Regions from separate parts of the Mus musculus genome. Here region 2 is linked to region 1. Evidence: chromatin contacts called from public Hi-C data. All regions are on one chromosome and are shown on one strand. The core of a region is the stretch at or near the end of the contact, and the rest is flanking DNA. Distances in the headings are between cores, read along the strand shown.

Region 1 (6,453 bases), core at 2,869-5,368:
ACAGTGTAGTTCTGAGGCTGCTGCCACAGAGCTCTGGGACACAGTGCATCTACATCTATCATGGCTTTGTTCACCCATGAAGTCCTTTGGGGTCCTCACTGGCTGAGCCCAGTGAGAAGAGAGGCCGAGGATGGTGGTGTTGGTACTGCCAGGGAGACAGAAGAGAGTAGAGGAGAGTACACAGAAGTTTCTGACTTCAGGAGAACTCTGGCCTTGGATTTCTTGGGCCTTTGGGGATGTCACATGTCCTAATTAGGTAGCAACTGGCAGTTTAACTGTCCTGGCAGGGTGATGGCTATTCTCGAGAGAGACATTCGAGCTGCTCCATCAGACTATTAAAACAAAATCCATACAAAATAACAAGTTTTCTTGGGAATCTCATACTTAGTAAAGCAAAAGGCTAGGACCCCAGTGCCAGCCAGAGGAGGAGCTTGTCTCCCAGGAAGAGATTTCAGTTTGAACTCAGAACACCTTCCAGGAGACTGGAGCCCAGAGGACGATGGCCCACCTTGATGGAGGCTGCTTAGTTATGTGCGTTTCTAGCTCTCCGCTTAAACCTGCATCTCATGCCAGCACCTCAGGCTGGACTTTCAGGGGCCACTAAACTTCTTGATCTCTCCATCCCTCCCAGTGTGGTCACCCGGAGTGAATCTTCTTTTATGCCTTACATTATTAAGTGTCTCGATAAACAGCCAATTGGTGAGCAATGGCAGAGCCTGGCTTGTTAGGGCTGCGAGGACCCAGCCTTGTGCTCCAGAGCATAGCAATGGTGTGAGCAGCTGTCAACTCTATTCTAGGGCACCTATGCCACAGGCTGCGTGGGCTCTTAGCATTTTGGAGGAAGAGGTTGAGACTAAGGGGATTTTCAGTGCACCCCCAGCACCATGCAGTTACAGTTACACTCTCAGCGTCCATGTCTGGCCTCAGCAATGGCTGTTGAGTAAGTCAAAAGAGCCCCCAGCTTCTGCTGTCACTCCTAAGTCAGGTGAGTTCTGGGTAGCATATCTGTGCACCCGGGCAGTTATTAATCCTAGGAGAAAGGCCTCCCCTTTAGCAGTGGAAAAGGGACCTTGAACTTTGGGAGATGGTCTAGAGAGTGTGGGAGGGGGGTGCCAGCCACCTGGGCATCATGCCAAGCCCATTCTGTTTTGCAGCCCCAGCTGAGAGCTGCTCCCCTGCTCATGATGCTTAACACTGGCTTCGGATGACATGGGAATGCTATAAGCCTTAGACTATATGAGGCTCTGCAGGAGGCATCCTTTCTGTGACCCGAGCCAGTCTCTACAGCTGGCCTGTGGGCAAGTGGTGCTTCCGATATACTGTGATGACAGAGGAGGGCCTGAGGTTCAGGGAGGTGGTGACGTTACAAAAGGGCCCTGGGCAGTGCATGGTGGGGCAGTCTGAGGCAAGCAAGACTTTTGTGTCATTTTGCTTCACAGTATCTCCTTAAAGGCCACCAGGCTACTGAGGTCTCTGAGTGGCTGGAGGCCATTGATTTAGTGATGCTGAGCTAGTCTCTCGGACGGAGCCACCTGAACTCCTTCAGACACCAGAAGTCCCTTGGACTCTGCCTTTTGAGATGCCCTTTCCTTTCCTGGTCCAGGCAACAGGCATCCTCATCTGGGATACGTATTTCAACCATCCTTCACTTCTGTTTTCTACCCTGCAACCAAACACGCCCTTTACCTCACCAGATTCCTGATTACCCCTAGAGGAAGGAGGTGGAGAGAGCCAGGGCTTCAGGGCCAACAGCCTTAGTGGTCCCTGCCTACAGGTTTCCCTGGTGCAGGGCTTAACTGACAAGTCTCCCTGAGCAGGATGGATGGTTGCTTCAGGCATCTGGTGCCCTCTTCTGGCTAGTTTGGGTTACTGCGTGGGCTCTAAGGGCCCAAGGGACCTAGTAGCAATTAATGTCTGCTAGTGAAACTTCCACCCATGGAGCCAGGTGTCCAGCCCCTGTGATGATAGCCCCACCTTTGCATCCTGTGGTAGGTGGGAATCCCACTAAGATCTCTGTTTCTCTCAAAGATTCAATGTCCCATCCCTGTTGTCTTCCATCATGGCTGGGTTCAGCTGTTGCTACCTTCTTGATTCTAACTTGGGCTTCATTTTCAAAAGTGTTGCCTTTTTATAAATGAGCAGGTTACAATGTTAGGGGTTAGGGCCACAGGAATCAATATGAAGTGCTATGGCAGGATAGATCCATGGGTCATGGTTCCCTTCAGGGAGTGAAACATTTACCGAGTGTCCTGGTGCTTTATGTCAACTTGACACAAGCTGAAGTCATCTGAGAGAAGGGAACTCCAATTAGGAAAATGGCCCCCAGAAGATCTGGGTGGTAGGCAAGCTTGTGAGGCAATTTCTTAATTAGTGATTGATTGGGGGAGGGCCCAGCCCATTGTTGCTGATTCCATCCCTGGATTCTATAGGAAAGCAGACTGAGCAAGCTCTAAGGAGCAACCCTGTAAGCAGCCCCGACCCCTACGGCCTGCATTAGATCCTGAATCCAGGTTCCAACCCTGTGTGAGTTCCTGCCCTCACTCCTTTTGATAAAGAGCTGTTTTATATGGAACTGTGAGCAAAATCAATCCTTTCCTCCCAAATTGCCTTTGGTCAAGGTGTTTCTGCATAGCAATAGTAACCCCAACCATGACAGGGAGGTTTGTAGAGCTGCCTGTGCTACGAACGGGAAAGAATGGAGGTGCTGTGGCAATATGGCTCCTTGAAGGATCTTTGTGATCTGGGTCTTGACTCAGGTGGCGTTCACATGAATTGTACCTGCAGTAAAAACCACTAAGAACTCAACATGTGTGTGCATGCACACACGCACACAAACACACAGGTACAGAAACACCCCCCCTCCACCCCCCCCACATGCACACACGTAGATGCACACAGATACTCAGAGACTGATGCATAAGATACCCAGTCTCTCTCTCTCTCTCTCTCTCTCTCTCTCACACACACACACACACACACACACACACACACACACGCACACAGATACTCAGACATGGACACATATACCCAGTCTCTCTCTCTCTCTCTCTCTCTCTCTCTCTCTCTCACACACACACACACACACACACACACACACACGCACACAGATACTCAGACACTGACACATATACCTAGTCTCTCTCTCTTACACACACACATACACACACACAACACACACACAGAGCTGTGTATTATGTAAGATTAGAGAACCTAAGCCAAAAGTGCATTGATTTCTGCTATTTACCACATGTGAGTTGACAATTACCTCAAAGTAAAAAAAAAAAAAAAAAATGTTACAATGTAAGAAAGTTAAAATGTAGGGGGGTTCTGAGAGAAATGAGCTTGTGCACAAAATGTCTGTGGAAACCCAGCAAGAGATGGTCTACAAGTAAGTAGGGAAGCACGCTGTCACGCATGCTTATCATGGAGCCTATGTTGCAATAGAAAGAGTAAACTGCGGGCTTGCAGAGCAGCTTTGTGAGCGCCACCTACATTGTCCCATGTGAAGGAGACACAAAGCGCTATAGAGGATGGTTCTGTGAACCTGAGTCTTACAGGCTTACAGCTTAGATACATGGCTGCCTGGGCTCAGGGTCAAGAATGGCTGCCACAGAATTGCAAGCATCTCCTAGGTTGAAGGAAGTGCCTTGCCTCTTGCTGAGGTGGTGGCTATGTGTTTTAACATATTCACTAGACTCACATACAAGAGGGTCGGGATTCACTGAGCTAGACATTTCAAGCAGTGCATCTTGCTGTATGTGAATAATATCTACGTGGGAAGAATAGTTTATCCAAAATCCAAGTGGGAGGTTTTGGCTCAGTGCTGGAACAGGTAACTGATGGTAATTTTATAGGAAACTTTCCCATGTTCCATGGACAACTGCTGGAGATTTATTGCTTCAAGTATTTCTCTGTCCTGTGTAGATAATTTAACTCATCCCAGCTGGGCCCTAACAATCCCATCCGCTGTGGTCTCGTGCGGCTCATCAGCTATTTAAAAACTTCCACAGCCAAGAGACTTCTGGCACTGGAATTATATACATCAGTGTCCTGGGGTGAGCTCCCACCCCCCCCTCTTGTTCATTTCTTACTCACACGAAGTTCCTTCAGGATGGAAGCAAGATGTGTGTGACTTAAGCTCTTTCTTCCCCCCAGGGATGAGTCTGCTGAGGCGGATATGGCGGAACACCACTTAGATCTTTCTTCCAAAGGAACATGCTGGAAAGCTGGAGGCGGGAGTTGGCTGGCAGCCTCTGCTTCAGCACCCTCAGCATCTTTTGTGGTGTGTGAGCCTTAGCCCTTTCTGCAGGCAACTCCATACTTCTCTGGAAACTCTGGGACCAGACAGAGCAGACAGAGTCTGGTGCTTCTGCCCAGTGCACTCCTCCGCAGGACTGCTTGCTTAGCTCACATAGCATCATGGGCTGAGACTCTCTCTCCAGGGCCAGGCTCCATGCCATCAGAAGCCTTCTCTCTCTATACCAGCTTTTTTCTTCTCTTGTGGGCTTTGCCCACTGCAATCTCTGCCAGCGTTATCTGCCTCTGCTGTGCCTCCCCAAAGACCAAAACCATCTGCCCATTAGATACTCTTTGTAGCCAAGGTCTGAATGGAACAATAAAACATGACCCAGCAGGTCAGCTGGAGGCCCAAGATGCAGAGGTATTTCCATGTGGTGTGGAAGGAGGTGGTATCCAAAGTGGAGGAGGGGAGGGGAGAGAGGAGGGAAGGACAGACAGATAATACACATGCACAAGAGGCAGGGGGGGAGGGAAAGGGAGAGAGAGGGAGGGAGGGAGGGAGAGAGAGGGAGGGAGGGAGAGAGAGAAAGAGAGTCAGACAGAGTCTTCTTCACTGGTCTTCCCCAGACCTTCTCTAGTGCCTGTGTGACTGAGCCACCCAGAAGTTAGAAGACAATGGTTTGGGAACAGTTATCCGTCACTGCCAAGCATGGGAAGGGAAGCCCAGATGTGAATCTAAGTGAATCCCAGTGATCAGGACGCCTCCCAGTTTCTCATCCTGCTAATACACTAGAACCTCCCAGGATTCTGCATAAGGTTAGTGGCACACAGTCCAGAGGTAGTCCTGGATAGAGATGGCAATGTGCAATGTCCACACTGAAACCAGAGGAGGACAGGAGGTGTTTCTCCATGGCTCTCTTCACTCTGCTCTATGCTTGGACATGAGAAACATCTCAAAACGGGGGAGAGGGGAGCCCCAAACCTTTAACTGGAATGCTCATCTTTAGTGAAAGACACAGGCAAGATTCTGCCTGCCTTACTTCTTCCCAGAACACAACCAAACAGCCTCCTCTTTATCCATGCAGAGTCAGCCATCAAGATGATGGGACCCCCATCTACAGCATCCTGCCCAGGCTGCCATCTTGGTGGGGATGGAGGCTTGTGCCCCTGGCAGGCTTCCCTTCACGATCTACCGTCTGTGGCTTATCCTGTCTTACAACTCCCGAGTGAGCCTCTCAAGTTTAAAACATCTGACCCTGGGCATGCCCAGCTACTTGGTTGGCTGAGGTAGGAGGGCTGTTGAGCCCAAAAGTTTAGGGACAGTCTGGGGACATAATGAGACCCTGGAGAGAGGTAGGTGGCAAGGGGTGGAGGTGGGGAGGATTGAGGGAGGGAGAGAGAAGAAGGGGAGGAGGAGGGGAGAAAAGCTTCGTAACATACACATGTCCGACAGGCTTAGGGCGTTGTGACTTCCTTGCTGTGGTTGGGTGACCATGACCTAGCTCACAGTGCCCTCCACATTGTCCTGCAGCCACCACTGCTGCTCCCCACTGGTTTCTGGAGACATCTGGACTTGGAATGCTAGACTCAGCCACTTACCTCGAGAGCTCTGGCTATCTCACAGCTGTTTCCGTTGGGACAGGCTAACCCATGATTCATTTTGACATTTGCCTTATCTGAGGGACCAATCTATTTGCTTACAACTTTGACATGGTTTCCTTAGAAGCAGGGTCCTATTCTGCATGTTCTCCGCAGTAGCAGCTGCAAAGCTAAGCACTTGGGTTGCTTTGAAAAGCTTCCTATGACACAAAACCAAACACTCTATGCCTACAGCCTCAAAGACTGAGTGCATTCTCCTCCTGGCATAGTTAAGGTTTCCATTGCTGTGAGCAGACATCATGACCACAGCAACTCTTACAAAGGGAAACATTTCACTGGGGCTGGCTTATAGTTAGGAGGTTCAGTTCATTATCATCCTGGCAGGAAGCATGGCAGTGTGCAAGCAAACATGGTGCTGGAGAGTTCTACATCTGGATCGGCAGGCAGCAGGAAGGAAGACTGTGAGCCGCTAGACCTGGCTTGAGCTTCTGAGAACCTAAAGGCCAACCCCTAGCGGTGCACTTCCTCCAACAAGGCCTCACACCTCTTTTGGGCCTATGGTAGCCATTTTTATTTGAACCACCCCCAGCTTCCATTGCAGCCCCCATCCTTAGG
Region 2 (6,453 bases), core at 1,767-4,266, 310 kb before region 1:
GTAAGTTAGAGCAGCAAATTAACATGTAAATAATATACAGTGCCCTGTGCATAGGGCTGCACGCCTTTAATCCCAGCGTCCAGATACAGGGCAAATATATCTCTGCAAGTCAGTCTTCTTTATGAGACCTTGCCTAAGAAAGAAAGAGAGAGAGAGAGAGAGAGAGAGAGAGAGAAAGAGAGAGGAAAGGAAAGGAAAGGAAGGAAGGAAGAAAGAAAGAAAGAAAGAAAGAAAGAAAGAAAGAAAGAAAGAAAGAAAGAAAGAGAGAAAGAGAGAAAGAGAGAAAGAGAAGGAAGGTAGGTAGGAAGGAGAGGCACAGAAGGCCTCCGCAAAGTGCCCACAAGCTTCATCTAGCTGTACAGAACACATTAAAGTCTGTCATAAAACCACACTTCAACCTGTCAAGGGAGAAAATACCATTTGATATTGAAAAGCTTTTGATAAAAAGTCACTTCTTTCCCTCCTCCTCCTTCTTCCCCTACTTATCATTATTCTGAGACAGAGTCTTATTATGTAGTCCAGGCTGGCATCAAACTCACAATCCTCCCTCCTGGGCATGTACACCATCCTAGCACACAGCTAGTTCTGAAACCTCCTCTCTCATGAAGAGGCCCTTTCCCTCAGCAAGCACATGCTTCCATTCCTTGTGGGGCCTGAAACCATCCCATCAGCCAGGAAGGGGCCTTCAGGGCAGTGATTGCTGCCTTTGGTGGCAGAACTCAAGATCCCCAAAACAGATGGCAGGGACTTTCTGCCATGGGCAGAGGCTGCTGCCTGGACTGCAGAAAGTCTTGCTCAGTCCAGCACAGTCAGACATTGAGTGAACAGCTAGGGCTACCCGGGCAGTCAGTCTGCACAGAAGGTCTCCACTCCAGCGCAGGAAAAAGCAGCCCACCCAGCTTATTGGTGGTATTCAGACAAGCCAGGGAGATGCCCAGTGCTGTAGGAGGCAGCAGACACCAGGGCACCTTTCCCTGGGTTCTGGGAGATGTATGAGGGAGCCTTGCTAGTTGTTGGACTAAAGCACTTTGACACTTTCCTAGGCTAGGGAAGCGTGGGCAGCGCCAGTGGGATCTGAGCCAGCTGTGTCTCTCTGATAGTCGCACGGAGTGGTGTGGGATGTGCAGTGGGGGGAGGGAAAAGAAGGACACTCCACAAGTGATCCCTGGCTGTGCTGTGCCATGCAGAGGGGAGCTGAGTGTTAAGAAGTCTCTATGCTCTGCCAGCCTGCGACTTCCATTAACCATGTGGCTGGCAAATGAGTATTTTAAGATGATGTTGTCCAGAGCTCCTGACTTTGGAGCAAAGCCATTTCCCAGGCAGTACAAGGGTGTTGTTCAAGACATGGCAGCACGGGTGAGGTTGCCAAGACCCTGGGGTCAGCAACCAGCGACAGCACTACAGGCCTGGTATAGTACCTCTGCAGTCTCAAGTCACTTCCCTCACTCGTGTGCACACACGACACTCGCTGACCACCACTGGGCATCTCTTCTCTCTTCTCAAAGCCAAAAATTGGAACAAAGATGGGAGAAGGAATTCTGGGAGGATCTGGGTGGCAAGAAGGAGACTCCCTGCTGCATTGTGGATGCCCAATGCATGCAAGCACTCAGAGGCCCAGAGAACAATGATAAAAATGGCAGCTGAGATTCCAGTGCCCACCAGAGGGCACCACTCACTACAGCCTTCAGACCTAGGCAGAGGATCCCTGGGGAAGCCTGGTTTCTGTGTGAGCACCTGGTCTGCAGTGGTGAGTCCTCAACTCACCAACCTATGGGAAATGCAGCCCACACCCTGTACAGTCAGAGCTGGGACTCTCTCTTTGATCCCAGGAGAAGGAAGATCTGAGGGTGGGGGGTGGAGGTGAGGAGACATCGGGAATGTGTTTCTCAGAGGGGTAGTTTGACACATCTGTGGGCCACATTGCTTGGAGAAGGGTATCCCTCTTCTTCACAGGGCCCTGGTCTTGCTCGGTTAACAGAGTTTGCTGTTATCCATCTCCACAAGTGATGTCATCTGCATGACTGCTGAGCTGTGATGGAATCCCCACTCCTACATGGCCATCTGGGATAATGGTCCCAGAGCTAAGAGGGAGTGCCACCGAGCAGAGCCCAGGACAGCCTCCACTGCTCCCAGAGAGAGAAATGCCCAGCCAAGGGGACTGCTACAGTCCAGAGAGCCTGCAATTTGTTCTTAACATTTCTGGGGATTGAGACCGAGCTTGTAGGAGAGTGGGGTACAATAATGCCACACACTCCAGCCCAAACCCAGGCCTGGGGCTCCTCTGGCTAATGGCTGGTCGTAGCTTAAATATTTGCTCCTCTCCTGAACCTTGATGACCTCTCAGACTTCCATAGCTAAGACCAGCCTGCAGAGAAGCAGGTTCCATGGCAATGGGGGAATGTGGAACAAGGCAGATGTCAGGATCCAGGGGGGCTACTGAGACCAAGACAGGTCAGGCCAAGTCCCCACCACTTGGAATCCATAGACATCTCATGTTAACTAAAGGCATATGAAATGAGGCTTTAGGTTACAGTCTCTTATGGCTGGCTTGTGCACGCATGATAAGCCTAAGATGGCTGAAGGCTTGCTTGCTTTTCAGAGGGCAGGAAACCATGGTACCCTGCTATCACAGTGGGCTAGCCTTGTGACAGTGGGCATATGTGTTCCCTCCACAGACCAGGGTACTTGGTGAGGAATCCTATAGAGAGATCACAGAGGGCGAGTGCAGAGCTGGATGAGCCAGAAGACTTTTCATCTCCCATCCCTGCAGCTCCTTCCTCTCTCTCCTGAGAAGTCTCCTCTGTCCTGGCACCGTGTCCCTCTGTCCTCCTTTCTCCACCATTCCCACTCTTCAGGTTCCGGGCCAGAGAGAAGTCTGGGCACCTCTGCCAGGCCGGGAGGAAGAGAAGTTTCTAAATCCATCACTGGCCCCACATGCAGCTGGCTCTGGCACAGATGCAACCCATCGCTGCCAAGCCAGCTCCCCACGGAGAGGCCCCACCAGGAGGGTGGGCACAATGCCACTTCTGAGAACAGGCCTGGTCAGGCACCAGCTCCTGGGGCTTTGAGATGAGGCAGTGTTAACATTCAGCAAGCATCCGAGGCAAAGTCACAGAATTTTTTGCTAGTGCTGGCATCAGGGTCTGGACGGGGGCTTGTTCTATGTCAGTGAGCCCAGCCCTGGGGGCTGAGGACACAGGGCACAGTGGCTGACTACTGAGGCACAGGGAACATGTGGATTGAGTGTGATCTACCAGAGATCTCCAGGGACCCTCTCATGGGGACCCTCTGTGTAGCCAAGAGACGCTGACCTTGACTCCAGCTTAGTGAGGGTAGGGTATACGCAGACAGGGTAAGGCCCAACAGCTCCCACACTCTTGGGGACATGCCTTTGTCCAAGCCTGGGATTAGGCGTGACAGCCGGGATGCTATATTTGGATGCTGCCATCCAGGGTTGCTGTTGTCCTTACAAAGCACGCAATGGTAGCTGGAAGGAGGGGGCTGTCTCCTCCAGTCTACCCTCCACCCCAGCTTCCAGGCAGCTATCCAAAGCTTGCCTCTCCCCATCCCTTTCTTCCCAAGAAACTGTGACTCTAATAGCAGCCAGCAGACTTACAGGGCCTATCTGCCGGGCTTCCTGAATGTGTCCTTGAGCTGTCCTCCCTGCTGTACCCCTGCATGGGACAACTCATCACACAGGTTACCAACTCACTGTACCACATATGGCCCTCCTGTCCTAGCCCAACCTCTTTCAAGGGACTAGAGAAGGGAAGGATCTGGAACATTCTACTCCTGTAGTGTCCACTCTCAATGCGACTTTGCAATAGCAAGTTACTGTTCACAAAGCCTCCATATTTGCAGCTTTAAGTGGGTCCAGGTGGTTGCCAGCAGCTTGTACTGACAACCTCCACTGAGGATCCCTGCTTCCTGGGAATGCCCCTGAATGCTACTTGTGACGCAGCCTTCTGCCTCTTGCTAATTCGAGGGTCACTGAGACATGCCAGCAGGTGAGATCATTTGTCCCAGGACTTGGCACCGAATTGGCCACCACAGATGTAAGAAGCGACCATTGTCAGGTGTGTAAGATGCCAGACCAGTGTGAAGGACATGGGACAGGATGTGCATCAAGAGTTGTCGATCTATAGCGAGAATGGGAAGCATTGAGGCAGGAACCTCCCGGTGCTCGCTGTCACTGCAGGAAGCCTTACTAACTGGATGGATGGAGGGACTGTCCTTGACTCTGGTTGAAATCTGGGACATGAGACAGGGAGGAAGTTATGCCTGAGAGAAATAGGAAGGGACTTGAAGTTGAAGCTCCCTGAAGAAGGGACAGTGGCCATGGCTTCTCTGTGTACTTTAACTTCCTGTCTTGACATTGTTCCAGGCAGGAGGCTGGTGGCATGCTGGATGCTGGTTAGGAGTGATGTCCATTCCTACCTGCTATTGGGTTAGACCCCAAGGAAGAACATGGGTTCCTTTAAGGGGATACAGCTCTAGGAGGGCAAAGAAGGCCCTGTCCTGCTTAGTCCTTGGTGGTCAGCACCACTGGCCTCGTGCCTGTCACATTCCCAGCAAATAACTACTGAGCAGAGTCAATCACTTGTCTTAAAGCCTTCTCTCAAATACTTAGACCCTTAACTAACTTGTCAACGGATACCCTCTCCAAAGGGGATAATAGCCATGCCACACTGGGACCTCAGCTCCTGCAAAGGTCTGTTCAGTCTTTGAACATGTTAGGCACGGTGTGGCAGCTACTGTCCCCACTGGAAGGGAGAAGCCAACAGCTTCAAGGAATATCTCCTTTATTCAAAACCATCCTGGTTGTAAGCCTGGGTCATAGAAGAGCTGCTATATACCAAAACCTACAGAGCCTCAGACTCATCTGGCTTGGGGGGTTTACTCCCACCCAGGGCCAGCTGCAGAAGGGGACTCAGGTGCCCATCCATGTTCTTTATCCACAATTGGCCTCGATGCAGGCACCAGGCTCTGCTTGCACCTTCCACTTGGCTGTGTCTCAGGAAGGAGTCTTTTGAAATGCTGCCACCCCTTGGATCGTGGAGTCATAAAGGCCAGGCAGAACTTCCACTGTGTCAGTGCTCCAGGTGGCCAGGCCTGGTTCCATGTGACAGCAATGGTAGCACTCTGGTCTGCTGAGGGAAATTATCCTCAGACCTAGGGAGTGGCAAAGGTTAGCTCTTGGCACCATGGTGTCAGCTGACAGTCATTGCAACATCCAACCAGGAAATGTTTTTTACAAAGTGAAAGGCCAGAAGTAAAAACAGACCTTCTAGAAGAATGCAGCCAGAGAGAGGGTGTAGCGGCCAGGAGTAAAAAAGGGTGTAAATGTGGTCAAAGGATGGGTGGGACACAGTCCTTGCAAAGAGCAAGAGGTGGAAGAAGGTGTTAGATTTGCAGAGTCCATGACTGACAGTGTGAGGACACTATCCATCCTTCAAAGACCAGACCTAAGAGTTGCTACACAGGCTGATGTCCACATAGTTGAAGGGAAGCCACCATCATAAGGTTTCATCAACACTTTAAGCTGAAAGTCAGACTTCCAGCCACATATCCATCAACCAGCCAGTCAATCAGCTGTAATTGCTCCATCTTCTCACCTAACATTGACACCAAAAACAATGGAACCCAGGGAGTGGAACTTCAGGGAACATGCAAACTTGTTACCCTGTCAAGCTGTCACGTGAAGGTGGCAGGAAGCACCTTAGGCAATCTGAATTCTGTGAATGTCTTAAACGCACAGCTTATTTCTAATAATAGATTGAATTTTTAGAATCTGTACCGAAGGGAATGAGGGTGTTAAAAAAAATAATAAGACACTTGTAAATTAACAACCCATCTGCAAAGCGAACAAAAGCCAGATCAGAGCCAGGGTTGCTAGGATGAGATGCCAACTCGATGATATGACTGTACAAGAGAGACACAGTAAAACAGTCAAACCAAATAGAGAAGACTGAGGGAGGGGCGGATTTTAAAACATAAAACTGCAGGTGGTGAGGAGTGAGTGGGAGGGGAAGAGAGATGTAGGGAGAGAGGAAGGGAGGGAGAAGGGTTGGAATCAGAAATTGCTGCTTTTGTGGAGAGGGACACAACTTGTATGGATTGTCAAGAAAATAAACACAAGGATACAAATGTGTGTGTTTCACACATCTGGGTTGGCTGGGTGAAAAATAGCTTACCAATATTACAGTCTCACTTAAGAAGAGAAAACATATTTATATCTCAACAATAGGGGGAAACAGTATAGAAAGAGGGGGAACACCTAAGAAGACAAAAGGTGGAGTGTCTGAGGGAGCAAAGAACGCATCCCTTTCCCCATAGGTGCCTTTGAAAGGAGACCCATTGCCATCCACCATGGAGGTGAATCCCAGCAATCGTGCAGGAGAAATACTGACAACAGGAACACAGAGGACCATCAGAGAGCCAGCAGCCAGCAGC

Evidence for each region. Hi-C and Micro-C count contacts between places; a contact is called where the count stands out from the background.
Region 2: a contact with region 1 is called in a Hi-C map of cerebral cortex, with 2.6 times the contacts expected there. The contact joins two enhancer-like sites. A contact is called at or near these places in 5 of 39 promoter capture datasets (embryonic stem cells, liver, stem cell-derived epiblast-like cells and 1 more) and 1 of 484 Hi-C or Micro-C datasets (cerebral cortex).

What each region holds. Positions count from the first base shown.
Region 1 is chr1:90,901,941-90,908,393 of GRCm38.p6, reverse strand. Gm35381 (a long non-coding RNA gene) reads left to right here. Exons shown (of 6, transcript XR_387263.3): 2 at 4,156-4,660; 3 at 4,867-5,055; 4 at 5,325-5,526. Among named protein-coding and RNA genes, the nearest start is that of Gm35381, 4.0 kb to the left of the region's middle. Within about 2 kb of position 4,118, at least 41 of the 459 cell types and tissues checked have an H3K27ac peak or open chromatin away from gene starts, as enhancers often do. A contact at or near this core is called in cerebral cortex, where this site is marked.
Region 2 is chr1:91,206,549-91,213,001 of GRCm38.p6, reverse strand. All of the region lies in intron 2 of Ramp1 (receptor (calcitonin) activity modifying protein 1), which reads right to left. Among named protein-coding and RNA genes, the nearest start is that of Ramp1, 30 kb to the right of the region's middle. Within about 2 kb of position 3,016, at least 78 of the 459 cell types and tissues checked have an H3K27ac peak or open chromatin away from gene starts, as enhancers often do. A contact at or near this core is called in cerebral cortex, where this site is marked.